2 separate regions of the Mus musculus genome follow, and region 1 is linked to region 2. The links are chromatin contacts, called in public HiChIP or PLAC-seq maps. All regions are on one chromosome and are shown on one strand. Each heading gives the region's core, a stretch centred on a gene start, on an enhancer-like site or on the middle of the called end of the contact. The rest is flanking DNA. Distances are from core to core; before and after follow the strand shown. Region 1 has its middle 22 kb from the start of 8030423J24Rik. Region 2 overlaps Gm36377 (a long non-coding RNA gene).

Region 1 (6,647 bases), core at 52-2,551, 250 kb after region 2:
CCTGGAACAGTTTAAAGCATATTAAAAATTTAAACAAGTGTTCTATAGAAGTGTTGAAAACTCAGACTCTTGAAGACTGGGCTGTTACCCAGGGCAGATCTGTGTCCATTCTGCTTCTCACCTTCCCATCCTATTATGGGAAAAATTAGCAGTAGGTGCACTTAATGAGACATTTCAGGTAAGAGAATCCTAGTGACGCTTCTCTGACTCCAGGGGTTCAAGTCCACCCTTCCCAACTGTCGGGAACGTGGCTGGCTACATGAGAAACACATGCATTCCTGTATTGTTCAAGTCATTGGAAAGCACAAGAGCAAAGCATACCCTAGCACTGCCTCACATTAAAGACTGTGAAACATGGAGACCACAAATAAATCACAACAACTGGCAGAGCATAGTCAGTACCTATGCTCACAATCACACATAAGGCTTCGTTTCTTCGTGCGCCTCAGAGTGGTCTGTGAACTTGTCTGGTGACACCTGCTGTTTGAGGGGACACTGTGAGAACATATCCCAGGCTCAGCTTTATGTAAAGAAATACAGACAGTTCAAATTACCGAGTTCACATTCATCAGATTCAACTTTCTCAATTGTGCCATCACATCCTATTGTCAGAGACTCAAAAAATGATTGTCACCATGCTCTAGATGATGCTAGCATGGTCAAATTATTCTGCTCTAGATCTCATCTGAAGAGTTAGAATGTTTGTGTGCAAAGCTTTAAATCAACCTTTGCTCTGGCTTCTCCATAAGCCTTTGTAGGAGCCTAACGTCAAATCAAGTAAGGTTGCAGACTGTTCAGAAACCAGGAGGTGATTCTGTGAACACAGAAATAACTATGCCGATTCTGCCCAACCTCCTGGATAAATCAGTCATTCAATTAGGTAAAGCAGAGCAGAATTTAGATTTGCTGCCAGGCTGTGGGGCATCTCCTAAGCTTGGTTTAAGGAAGGCGAGCAAACGCTTCAGTGTTAAAAGTATTCCGCTGCAAATTACGAAAGCAAACCCACTTTATCCTAGATGTTTCTGGAATGTGTTTGCAAATGACTCTCCTTCTTTGAGACTTGAGTTGGTCAGTCCGGGGACATTACAAAGAACACATACTCAGTGGCGTCGTGGGGCCAAAGGGAATCAACCCACTGCCTGCTCACCCAGAACTAACTCGAGAGTACTATTGTGCTCACAGGACAGGAAAGTGCATGCTCACTGCAGTGAGTTCGTCTGCAGAGTGGAGGGAGGCTGGCAGCAACGTGACCATCTGTAAGACTCGATTGTCATTTACAGGCCACATCAATGACTCAGGCACGGGGAGGCATTTCCCAGCCCCAGGCCAGGTCGTGAGACACTTCATTGTGTCGCAACAGTCTGTGCAAGTGGACTCACAGACTAAACAGTTTGCTTGATGACAAAGCAAACACAGACAGACAGACAGACAGACAGACAGACAGACACACACACACACACACACACACACACACACACACACACAAATTGTTAAATACTTTAAGTCCCAGCTTATAGCCATCAACATAGAAAGGCCAAATCAAAAGGAAACTACATAGTGACTTCAAAGGAATGACTCATGAATCACAGCATATTAAAATGGGTACTGTAAATTAATTGGAAAAACCTTCTCAGGAGCCTTCAGCTCACAGAGCTGTGCCTATTGTTCCATGTGAGTCTGCCCATCAGAAACAAGCTTAGGAATTCACAAGAGTCCTGGCATGAGGTGTGTGGAAGAACCAAGCACAGCCCGCTCTAGCACTGATGCACCTGCCTCATGCTGAGAGTGACCTGGATGTTATTGTGTGTCTATGGAACATATAGCCTTGGGCAAAACCCCATTGCATGGCAGTAAACTCAGTTCACTTCAGACACGCAGGCAAATTAGTAACAGGGAGCGCTCAGGCTTCCTGTCCTGTCAAAGAGCGCAGTTCTAGATTGGGGGATGAGCACAGGAGAGTGAGGATCAAACACTAGGAAGTGGAACCCCCTGGCCTAAGCTTGTGTTTGTCTGAGTTGGGTTGACAAGAGCCACTGTTAAGAGAGTAATTGTTGCCTCCTGGTTGGGCGAGTTGTTACATATGCTCTGTAGTATGAAGGGTTTCCCTAGGGAACAGGAACCATTATCTGATGGCTTCCTCTTCCATTTCTTTCTCTTAAGGAAAGAGTGGACTGTCAGGCTGCATGTCTGCCTCACCACTGGGGTGCCTGAGCAAACCGCTCAGGGGAGGCAGAACACAGTCTGAAATAGGGCTCCCATTCTGTGTTTCCCTAGTGAGAAACAGCGGGGGCTGGGCTGGGACGGACACTGTGTCTCCTGTGTACCCAGACACCACTGGGGTGCCTCTGGCATTGGAAACGGGTGTCTGCAGGTCCACGCTTCCCCTCAGGTCATCCATGTGCCAGGCAGGAAGGGAATGGTTGGAGGTGGGGGTGGGCGGGAGCTGAGTCCAGTTTCGTTCTGAGTGAGTGCTAGAAGAGAAAAGGCTTTTGTCTTCTTAGGGAGATTCAGTCACCGCTCTGTGGTGATCCTTGATAAAGGAGACATCCTTGCTTGCCCATATAGTTTTATTTCATGGTGGATGTGAATGCATACATGTTACTCAGAGTGAATCAGGGATTAAATTAATGAGATAGCTCATTAGCATGGAGAACTCCAGGTTTTTATGTTACATGGCTGATTGTCATGGTCCTCTCAGTGGAGTGCCACAGTTACGTGTTCTAGACCAGGTAGTTTGGCAGGCAGCTGGCTCCATGCCTGCTTTTCTCAATTCTGAGATTCCCTGGAGATTTGAGTCTGCTCAACCTTACCAGTTCTTCCGTCTGGCGGCACGGTCCACTTGCCCCAGAGTTGAATACAATTTCCTGCCATGGAAAGGGGCTCATTCTTTTTACCATCTATTTCACGCCACTACTCTGATCTGTGCAGTTGGGCTACAGGCTTCTGTACATCTCCATTTATAAACATTATGCTCTGAGGTCATAGACTAGATGAATCAGACTCTATGGCACCATAGACTGGAGTCAGGATAGAGTATCCCTGGTGAAAGGGGGTTGTTTGCCAAAGGTGTTACAGCTACAAAGCTAACCTGTCCATTTTCTGTTTCAAAGTTTCAATGTATCCTGTTCAGGATCTTAGTTCTTTGGATCTGCAGACTCTGCTCCAGGGTTGGCTTTGGGTCTGTTCTGTGGTTCTTCCATCCTGGCCCAGGATAGGATTGAGCCTAGGGAGAACTTTTGGAAGGGCTTTGGAGGGGGAGAATCCAGTGTTGCTTTCTGTTTCTTAGCTCCTTACACTGTGCTGTCTCTGCCCTTCTTTTCATTATGTAATGACAAACTTACCAAACAAATCTCTGCAGTACTTCTGCCTATATAAATAGAATTCCACTCTGGTCCTGGTGGGAAGGCATTTCCTGTTGAAGGAAGGGTGATGGAGTGGGCATTTTCCTTCATTTTAGTAGAGTTCTGCAGTCAGTGTGTGGGGTGCAATGGGATCTTCATATTCATTTTATCCACTATAGATAAGGCTAACCCCCTGGCATAGACATGAGGATGAGAAGTTATGGCTGTCATGGGGGCTTTTGGTGGCAATGGCATGCACTTAAGATTCTCCAGAAAAGTAGAGACATTAGCTAGAAGATTTACAAATACATGTATATATATAGTATCACATTTAACAGTATTGTCACATGTAATATTATATATATTTTATCAAATGGAGAAAGAAAACAGAGGGCATTGCTCTAAGGGAATGGGTGATCATAGAGGTCAAGAATTATTGAGATCTACACTGAGGGCTGGAAGCTCAACACATAATCAATATAATCATAGTCAATGTACATTTCAGTCTGTGCTGACATCACAGGCAAGAGTGAAATCCCAGTTTAAAGACCATCAGAATTCACGATTCTCCCTTACCTGATCAGGCTCCTAGCACTAGAGAGGTTGTCTGCATGATCAATCTAGTGATGTTAACATCACTCAGATGTAGGCACTCAGACAAGAGTAACCAGAAACTCTATGGCCTAGTCAAGATGCACCTAAAACAACTACCACATGCTGCTTTCAATGGATCCATCACCATCATACAGGTTTCTAGATGGATCGGTTATAGCTTTGGCACGTGGGTAGTGAGTGGTGATAATTCTTCTGGGTTTGCAAGCCTATAAGAGGCACTGAACTGTGAGAAGAAACGGAAGCAGACCTAGTGCACATCATACGTCTGTATCATTCGGGGCTGATGGTCAAAAAGAAGAATGTGGCAGCCACATTTGCAGAGAGATGCACGGTGGCCCTGAGTAAATCAACAAGGACACTGCTTCCTGCTGCTTGGCTTCAGAAGTCTGTGTCCTTTCCTAGCCAAAGATGTGGCTTCTCAAGGAAACATACAATCTCCTTGTCCTGGTGACTGCATTTTCTAATCTGCTGTAGTCTCTCAAATTCTGTGATTAAAGGCAGCATGTACCACCCTCTGATGAGTGGCTTCACTAGGCTAAGCTGCTTTCAGCCAAACTAGGGGACATGAGTTCAATCCCAGGAACACACATGGTGAATGGAGGAACTGGCACTTGCATTTTCCCTCTGACCTCCCCATGTGCAAGGGCCTGGCATGTTCATTTGCACACACACATGCACACACACACACACACACACACACACACACACACACATCTCATATCCCCCCACACACCATACACACATACACACACATACACAAACACACAAACACATTCCATACCACACACATACACACACACCACACATACCACCACAATATACAAACACACACACACACACATCCCATACCACATACACACACACATACAGCACACACACCACACATACACATACCACACATACATACACACACACCACACACACAAACATACCATACATACACACATTCATACACATACCGCATGCACACACACACATACACATATCACACACACATATCATACACACACACATAAACAAACCACACACACATACACACCACACACCGCACCCCCACACACACACCACATACCACACACACCACACATACCACACACACACATACCATAATACACACCACACACACACATACAACACATACACACCACACACATACCACACACACACCACAAACACACATACACACACACACCCCACATGTATACACACACTACAAACACAATACACACTCACATATGTACACACCACATATACATCATACATACATACACACACACACACACACACACACACACACACACACACACATACACACCAACCACAAATAAGGAAGTAAATCAATCAATCAATCAATCAAGCCTGTGTCTTTAAAATACTTGTCTTGATGATGGCAAAAGTGGAGGAAGATAGCACAGAACACTGAGAGGGTTTATAGAAGCTCTCGCTCAGCTGGAGAGAACCCCAGGAGAGCTTCTCTGTGTCTGACTATGGCCCACAGTAGTGTTAGAACAACTCTCTTTGCCTTGTCAGGATTCTCCATAGAAGAGACTTTAGGACAAGCTGACGATGTAGAGTGCACCATGGTTCAGCCTATTAGTTGTTAGCCCGTAGTTATTTCAGAAAGAACTTCAAGGAAAGCCATGAGTTTCCATCTCTCCTTTGTCTATCATAGGCCTCCCATCTACCCTCTGCACGTTACTCCCTTTTCACCAAGGCATCTGGAATGGGATGCATGAGTCTGTTTGCATGTTCCTTAACTTTGTGCTATAAAGGATCTCTGCTAAAGTCTTGGGCCTGGGAAAAGACAGAAGCTCTGAAGCGCATATGGATTATATGCTCAACACATAGATCAGTAGAACAACCCAGAAGGTACCACGTATTACTGCTATACCCTTCGTACGTGTGTTTCATGTATTGCTGCTATACATTTCATACAATTGTTGAAATGGTGTTTTTAAAACCATGCTTACATATATAAACTCAGGTGTGTAACAGGAGCAAACACTAACCACTAAGCATCCTTACTAACTTCCAGTGAGCTGAAAGTCAACAGGCACCTTTCATTAGAAGACCCTTCATGATGCAGACACACTAGTGTCTGGTGTCACCTTTAATGACTCACCAAGAGCCCAATGACTGCTGTTGTCACCCCTTCCTCACACAGCTACATTTATAAGATCATATTGTCTGCCTTGTATGACTGAATCCTCAGAATGTTGAGCTTATCTTTGGCACGGGTAGAAGCGAGCCTCTACTCTCTACTTATTCTTCAGTGTTTACTGGGTATTAGCTAGCCCTGGACTTTCAGCAAGCTGTTTCAATATAACCACTGGGGCCTCTTTCTTGGCGAGTGTGCATGCTCTGGGTGGTCTGCAAACTGTGGTATGGTGTAGAACTGTCTCAAGGGTAGTTGAGAGCAGGACATGGAGCTTATGAGACTGCAGCCTATGGAGTGGTTCTGAGTCCCTGGAACTGAGCTTCCTAGGTCTAGATTGTGCTTAGACTACTGGTCTGGAACCTCACCCTGAGAAGCATAGGTCTGCATCTCCCTCCAAGGCAGGTCAGTGGGAGAGGACACAAGTGCTGTCCACTGCGATGTTTCTCATGCTTGCAAAGCACACCAGGTTTCCCTGTCCTTCTTTACCGCACAACTACAACTATAATGGGGAAGGTCATTTGAGGCCAATTGCC
Region 2 (6,129 bases), core at 580-3,079:
CTCCTTGTCTCATGTTGCCAGTTTCTTGCACAGTCTCTTTGACAGCCAGGCTTATTTCTACCTCAACATATCAACGTCAGCAGCATCTCCCTAGTCCCTTCTGGCACCAGGCCTGGAGCTGTAACCTATAAAGCATGCTGTAAATGAAACTGGAGGCGCATCGCCCTAAACTCATCAGAGACGCTTAGACCCACCAAGTCATAGGCAAACCTTTGAAAGTGTGGGTGGCTGTTGTGTTAAATAGCAACCCCCAGAAAGTGGCCTTTGTCACGTACTTCTTTTTCCTGACAATTCCAGTTCTCCTCTTGTGCATGGTGTCGTCATCTTCCCAAGCCCCAGTCACCAACTATCCATCTCCATTCTCAGACACACTCACATTGATCTTTAAGCCTTGTGTCCAGTCCCACCTCTCTCTGTAAGAAGTCCCCACCATCTGGAGATGTCAAAGATATTGCTGGCTGATTGATTTCTTGCATCAGCCAAGCCATGTGGATGTCTTTCCTGTCTGTCTGCTTACCAGGTCTTTTGTGTTCCTCACGATGGGCTCACTGTGTACCTCACTCCTGCTACATACCGTATATGGATGTAGGATTAAAATTCTCCAGAGCACTAAGATAACCAGGAGCTGCCTCTGGGAATATTCCAGGGGACCAAAGAGCTACTCCCACAGGGAGGCCCCCGTTTGTGATCCATGTATTTCAGTATGTGTGGGGAACATCCTTGCGACTTAAACAAGACATCTTTAAGCTGGCCTTACTGTGAGACAGATCCCACATTGACACTCTGTGGCCACTAAAACAAGGGCTGATGGATTCCATTCACTGTCCCTCACACAATGACCCTTTGATGTCTTTGGTCTTATCTGAGGAAATATCTTTCTCCATTTGTGAGCCTGGATGTAGGCTTGTGTCTCATGGGAGTCTTCTAGGAGAATTTGGAAAATGCAGGATCCCTTAGAGCATCCATAAAAGACTCATGATGCCAGTGTTTGCAAGCTAGAGTCCCCAGTGAAGGAGCTAGAGAAAGGACCAAAGGAGCTGAAGGGGTTTGCAACCCCATAGGAGGAACAACAATATGAACTAACCAGTACCCCCAGAGTTCCCAGGGACTAAACCACCAACCAAAGAATACACATGGTGGGACTCACGGCTCCAGCTGCATATGTAGCAGAGGATGGCCTAGTCAGACATCAATGAGAGGATAGGCCCTTGGTCCTGTGAAGGCTCGATACCCCAGTGTAGAGGAATGCCAGGGCCAGAAGGTGGGAGTGGGTGGGTTGGTGAGCAGGAGGAGGGGGGAGGGGGTGGGGGAGGGGTTTTTTTTTTTCCGGAGGGGAAACCAGAAAAGAGGATAAAATTTGAAAGGTAAATAAAGAAAATATCCAATAAACAAACAAACAAACAAATCTCTTCATTCTCTGTCAGAGTGTTCCAGACTTGACATGCCCAGGTCAACTACACTCCTGTTAGTTATAGCCAGCACCTGAGGTTGAGACCTCCCACACAACCCTCCTTTCCCATGTGAACACTCATGTCCAGCTTTTCAGGGTAGCAGCCCAGCCAGCATAACAGTCCATGCAACCCTGACCCTGCCGTCACCACAAGCAGTGTCCACTCCTGTCTGAGTGCCCAGCATCTGCCACACACATCAAGACAAAGGTACTCTTAAATGTAAGTCCGCGATATCTTCCCTGGATTAAGAAAGGAAACCCCAACATTAGAAGACTGTCAGCGATTCTTGCCTGCCTGTCTTCTCCTTCCTGGACAGCTGTGTCCCCTTCCTGTTGCCTGGCATGTGTCCGTCTTCCTGAAGACCTCTGCCCTGCTCTTCATTTCCTCTGGCTTCTCTTCCTTCCCCTGACCTCTGACCTCAGCTCACTCATACCTCTGCTCCAAGGCTACCCAGCCAGAGAGCTGCCTGGCACACAGCCAGTCCCTGCCTCTCAGCTGTCATCCCCAGCAGATGATGTCTATCTATGCATTTGCTCACTGCCTCTCTCCCCAGGAGTGGGGGCTTCCATGAAGATAACCTTCTCACTGTTTACTGCTGTGTCCCCAGGGCTGACATCATTCCTCACACATGACAATCACTCAAAAAAATAGTTGTTGAAAGAAGTGTGAGTGAAGGAACTGATGGAAGCTTTCCAGCTGGTATCTAAAGGAACTCACAACCCCGGGAGAAGAGGAACGGAAAGTGTAAGCAATGGTGAGTTTTGATATCCACCCAGAGGGCTTGAAAAGTTTGGAGTATGGGAAAGCGTGTGTGTGAGCATCAGGAAAACTCTTACATCCCAAAACATGGGGGGAGAACCAAGATGGTTTTTAGAAGGCGAAATAACGAACTCCAAGATGTAGTGACAATGGAATATTATTCAGCATTAAAGAGAAATAAGCAGCCGAGTGATTAAAGGGGCTTGGGGGAGGGAGAGGCCTTAAATGCTGATTCATCAAGGAACAATGCCCACGTAAGAAGGCTTTGTTTTCTGTGATCCCATGACACTTGGGAAAGGCAGAACTGCAGAGTCAATGAGGATGCTGGTGGCTTTTGGCCCCACCAGGGTGGGAAGGGCAAGAGGCAGAGCAGAGGGAGATCACACAGCAGGGCAGCTGTTCTTTTGACTCTGTGATGTAGGCATACACACTTTTAGAAACCCATGGAGTGTCGAACTCTCAGATGAACCCTAATGTGGAGCAATAACTTCTACTAAACGAGCATGAATGGGGTGGGAGTTATTGCCACAGAGAGCTGCACACAGGTGGGGACAGGAGTGCATGGGAAAAACCTCTCTGTACTTTCCACTTGCTTTTTAAAATAAAGGTAAAACCTTTAAAAAGTAAAGTCTACTGGGAAAACACACAAGAACAAAGTGTTGGAGCAAGAACAGTAACCTAGTCTGGGGTAGTTTGGTGTGTTGAAGACAAGGCAGTCTGTAAGTGTCTTGAGAGGGTAAGGGGCCATGGATACTTGTATGGAGCAACTGAGGCAAGAGGTGGGCACAGGTCAGGTTGGACAGACATTCACATGCTAGGGTAGCAAAGTTTTAGATAATGAAGTTTAGGAATCAATAGTGTGGATGTGCGAATAACAGGAACAATGTCCACATGATTGACCTAGGAATTTGACAGGGGAATAGCAGTAGAGAAGTGTACTGGCTAGTTTCATGTGGCAACTTGACACAAGCTGGAGTTACCACAGAGAAAGGATCCTCCCTTGAGGAAATGCCTCCATGAGATTCAGCTGTAAGGCATTTTCTCAATTAGTGATCAAGAGGGGAGAGCTCCGTCCATTATTGTGGGTGGTGTCATCCCTGGGCTGGTAGTCTTGGGTTCTGTAAGAGAGAGCAAAGTGAACAAATCAGAGGAAACAAGCCAGGAAGTAACATTCCTTCATGGCCTCTGCATCACCTCCTGCTTCCTGACCTGCTTGACTCCCAATCCTGACTTCCTTTGGTGATGAACAACAATGTGGAAGTATAAGCTGAATAAATTCTCTCCTCCCCAACTTGCTTCTTGGTTATGATATTTGTTCAGGAATAGAAACCCTGACTAAAACAAGATGGAAAGAGACTGTTCTGTTGTTGTGATGAAGATGCCGGGGGGTGGGGGGGAGGGTAGGAGGGGTGCTGGAGAGATGACTAAGTGGTTAAAGCACTGACTGCTCTTCTGACGGTCTTGAGTTCAAATCCAAGCAACCACATGGTGTCTCACAACCATTCATAATGAGAACTGACACCCTCTTCTGACGTGTCTGAAGACAGTTACAGTATACTTAGATTTAAAAAAAAAATGTCAGGGGACACTTGGCCACTGTCCACATAGGAGAACAAGAGGGAAGGGGATCCGGTCTGAATAGATACTATTGGCACTGGCAGAGTGGGAGGATTGGTGTGCTGAGGGAGAAGAGGTTGTGTTGACTCTTGGAATTCTAGCTTGAACCATGTGAAAGTGGCGTGGGCACATCACTTCCTGTGTAGACTATCTCGTTCAACTTTTGAGTTTAACCTTGTGAAGATAATAGAGCCCAACCATGTGGATGGTGAGTGGCTACTTGCATTCCTAGTTTCACCAATATTTTAACATGCATGTATGCATTTATTTGTGTGTATTTGCCTGTGTCTGCATGCTTGTGTGTGTGCATGTCATGGCAAGAGGAGCTGTAGTTGATTCTTGTCCTTCAGTGTGTGTGCGTCCTAGAGTTTGAACTCGGGTTACTAGACTTGGTGGCAAGCACCAGTACCTGTTAAGCCATCTCACTGGCCCTACTAAGCGACTAAGTTCATAACCAGGACTTTAATATCAAAGAGGCGTCTGGTTGGGGGTTACTGTGAACCCTGATTTCTTTCATTGTTTCATTCATTACACAGAATGTCACTCTGCTCTTTGGAGCTGGGACATAGAGGAAGGAAAGGCCAAATTGCCTCTTCCACTGGAATTGACTTCCTCATAGAGACAATAATTCCTGCCTAAGACTTGCCTGGATGCTTCTGAGACAGAGAACTGAACCTGGAGCCATGCCTACTTATCTTTGAATTGATACAATAGGGGCAGAAGATGTCCTTATTAAAGTCATGCTAAGAAAAAAATCACTAGAAAAAATGCTTGCATGTCTCTTGACTTTTATTTAAAGAGCTTTATGAAAATGAGACATAAAGAGGAAAAAGTTTGGTCTTGTATGAGTAATTAAATTAAGGAAGGAGAAAAAAAGGCTAGTTTAACTTCCCTTAGCTTTCAGCTAGATTATGTAGATTAAGTAGCTACAAACAGGACCCCCAAACTCAAGTTGCAGCAATTAGCAAGTGTCAGTGAAGGAGACAAAGCCAGGGAGTTTGAGTAGTCTTCTGCGCCTGATAGAAAATGGACACCTGGGGTGAGTCAATTCAGGTCACAAAGAGAGCAGTGGCAGTAAATTAAAGTGGACTTGTGTCTCTTCTCCAGAGACGGGTTAAGGTGACAGACAAGTGATGCAAGCAACACCATTCTCAACCCTGCCCTCATCTCTCTCTTCCATTAATGAAATCTCCAAAGCTGGAACTCTCTGGCATCTTGTAGAACATTAGAGAGAGAGAGTGAGTGATTTCTAATATGTTTTATAAAAACTAACAGAAGGACTGTAGTTTTACTAATACAGAAATGACACACATTTAAGGAAAAGGGAATGCTAATTCTCTCGCATTGATCGTGACTCAACTCGTCACACAGAACTACCACGCTTCTCTATACCCAGGCATCATTTTCATTATGTGTCAATTATTTAAACAAAACCTAATTTTTGTTTAGATACAAGTTACACTTTGGCAATTAGACATTCACGGGGCAGGATGTGTCTTGCTGGCTGTATCTAGCAGTTCTCAGAAAAGCCCTGAACCCCCAGTAGGAGTGGAAGCTAGAGCTTTGGACTGGACAGGAAAAGAGGCCAATGGAGCAGGAAGGATGTGGCTGCTCTCTTCCTGACTCCAGTCTTCCTGAGTAACAGAGGGCAGTCACCCTGGTCTGGTCTGGTCTGGCCTAACGTTCATCTAGAAGCCTAGTTTCCAGCAATTCTATAAGAACTATATTTAAATTATTATACTCAAAACAGTTCCTGTCTTTTAAAAATGTTAAATGACAAACAATACTTGTATATTTGGGGGGTACACACACCCATACACACCCATATGGTAAAAAGATTAATGTAATTAGCTAATACATCTGCCATCTCACCAGCTATCATGACACATAGAAAGGATGTTAAAAACTCCACATATACACAAATACACAAATGTACTCCAACTTGAGTGAATGTGAAAAAATACCATGTGCTCTTTAAGACTTTCCCTCCAAACAAACTTCCTGTTTGCTCAGCCTGCTGGCTAAATTTTGGCAGCAGACTGTACCGTGTTCAGGTGTGCTACTGTCATCTAGGGATGAAATAACTCAAAATATTATTAACTTTATGGGGAGCTCAGAGCAAAAGAAGGCAAGGGACCAAGCCACCCAGGGCTCCAGCAAGCAAGGCACAATGGCCAGATGCCACAGAGACTTCAGTGAGTTCAGTAACAATTCCATTTTTGGCATGTGCTGTGCAGTATGGTAGCAGTTTTGACTGTGATCGGTCAGTTTTGTCTGGCACTTGTGGTGGGTCGACACCATC

Evidence for each region. HiChIP or PLAC-seq counts read pairs in DNA pulled down with a chosen protein or histone mark.
Region 1: a contact with region 2 is called in an H3K27ac HiChIP or PLAC-seq map of microglia, with 4 times the contacts expected there. The contact joins two enhancer-like sites. A contact is called at or near these places in 6 of 39 promoter capture datasets (the C10 cell line, embryonic stem cells, hippocampal neurons and 2 more), 1 of 484 Hi-C or Micro-C datasets (cortical neurons) and 4 of 115 datasets of contacts at active chromatin or transcription factors (embryonic stem cells and microglia).

The regions. Positions count from the first base shown.
Region 1 is chr13:70,901,655-70,908,301 of GRCm38.p6, forward strand. No RefSeq gene overlaps it. Among named protein-coding and RNA genes, the nearest start is that of 8030423J24Rik, 22 kb to the left of the region's middle. Within about 2 kb of position 1,302, at least 16 of the 459 cell types and tissues checked have an H3K27ac peak or open chromatin away from gene starts, as enhancers often do. A contact at or near this core is called in microglia, where this site is marked.
Region 2 is chr13:70,648,237-70,654,365 of GRCm38.p6, forward strand. It overlaps Gm36377 (a long non-coding RNA gene), which reads right to left. Exons shown (of 3, transcript XR_382634.3): 3 at 2,350-3,328. Among named protein-coding and RNA genes, the nearest start is that of Gm36377, 4.5 kb to the right of the region's middle. Within about 2 kb of position 1,830, at least 16 of the 459 cell types and tissues checked have an H3K27ac peak or open chromatin away from gene starts, as enhancers often do. A contact at or near this core is called in microglia, where this site is marked.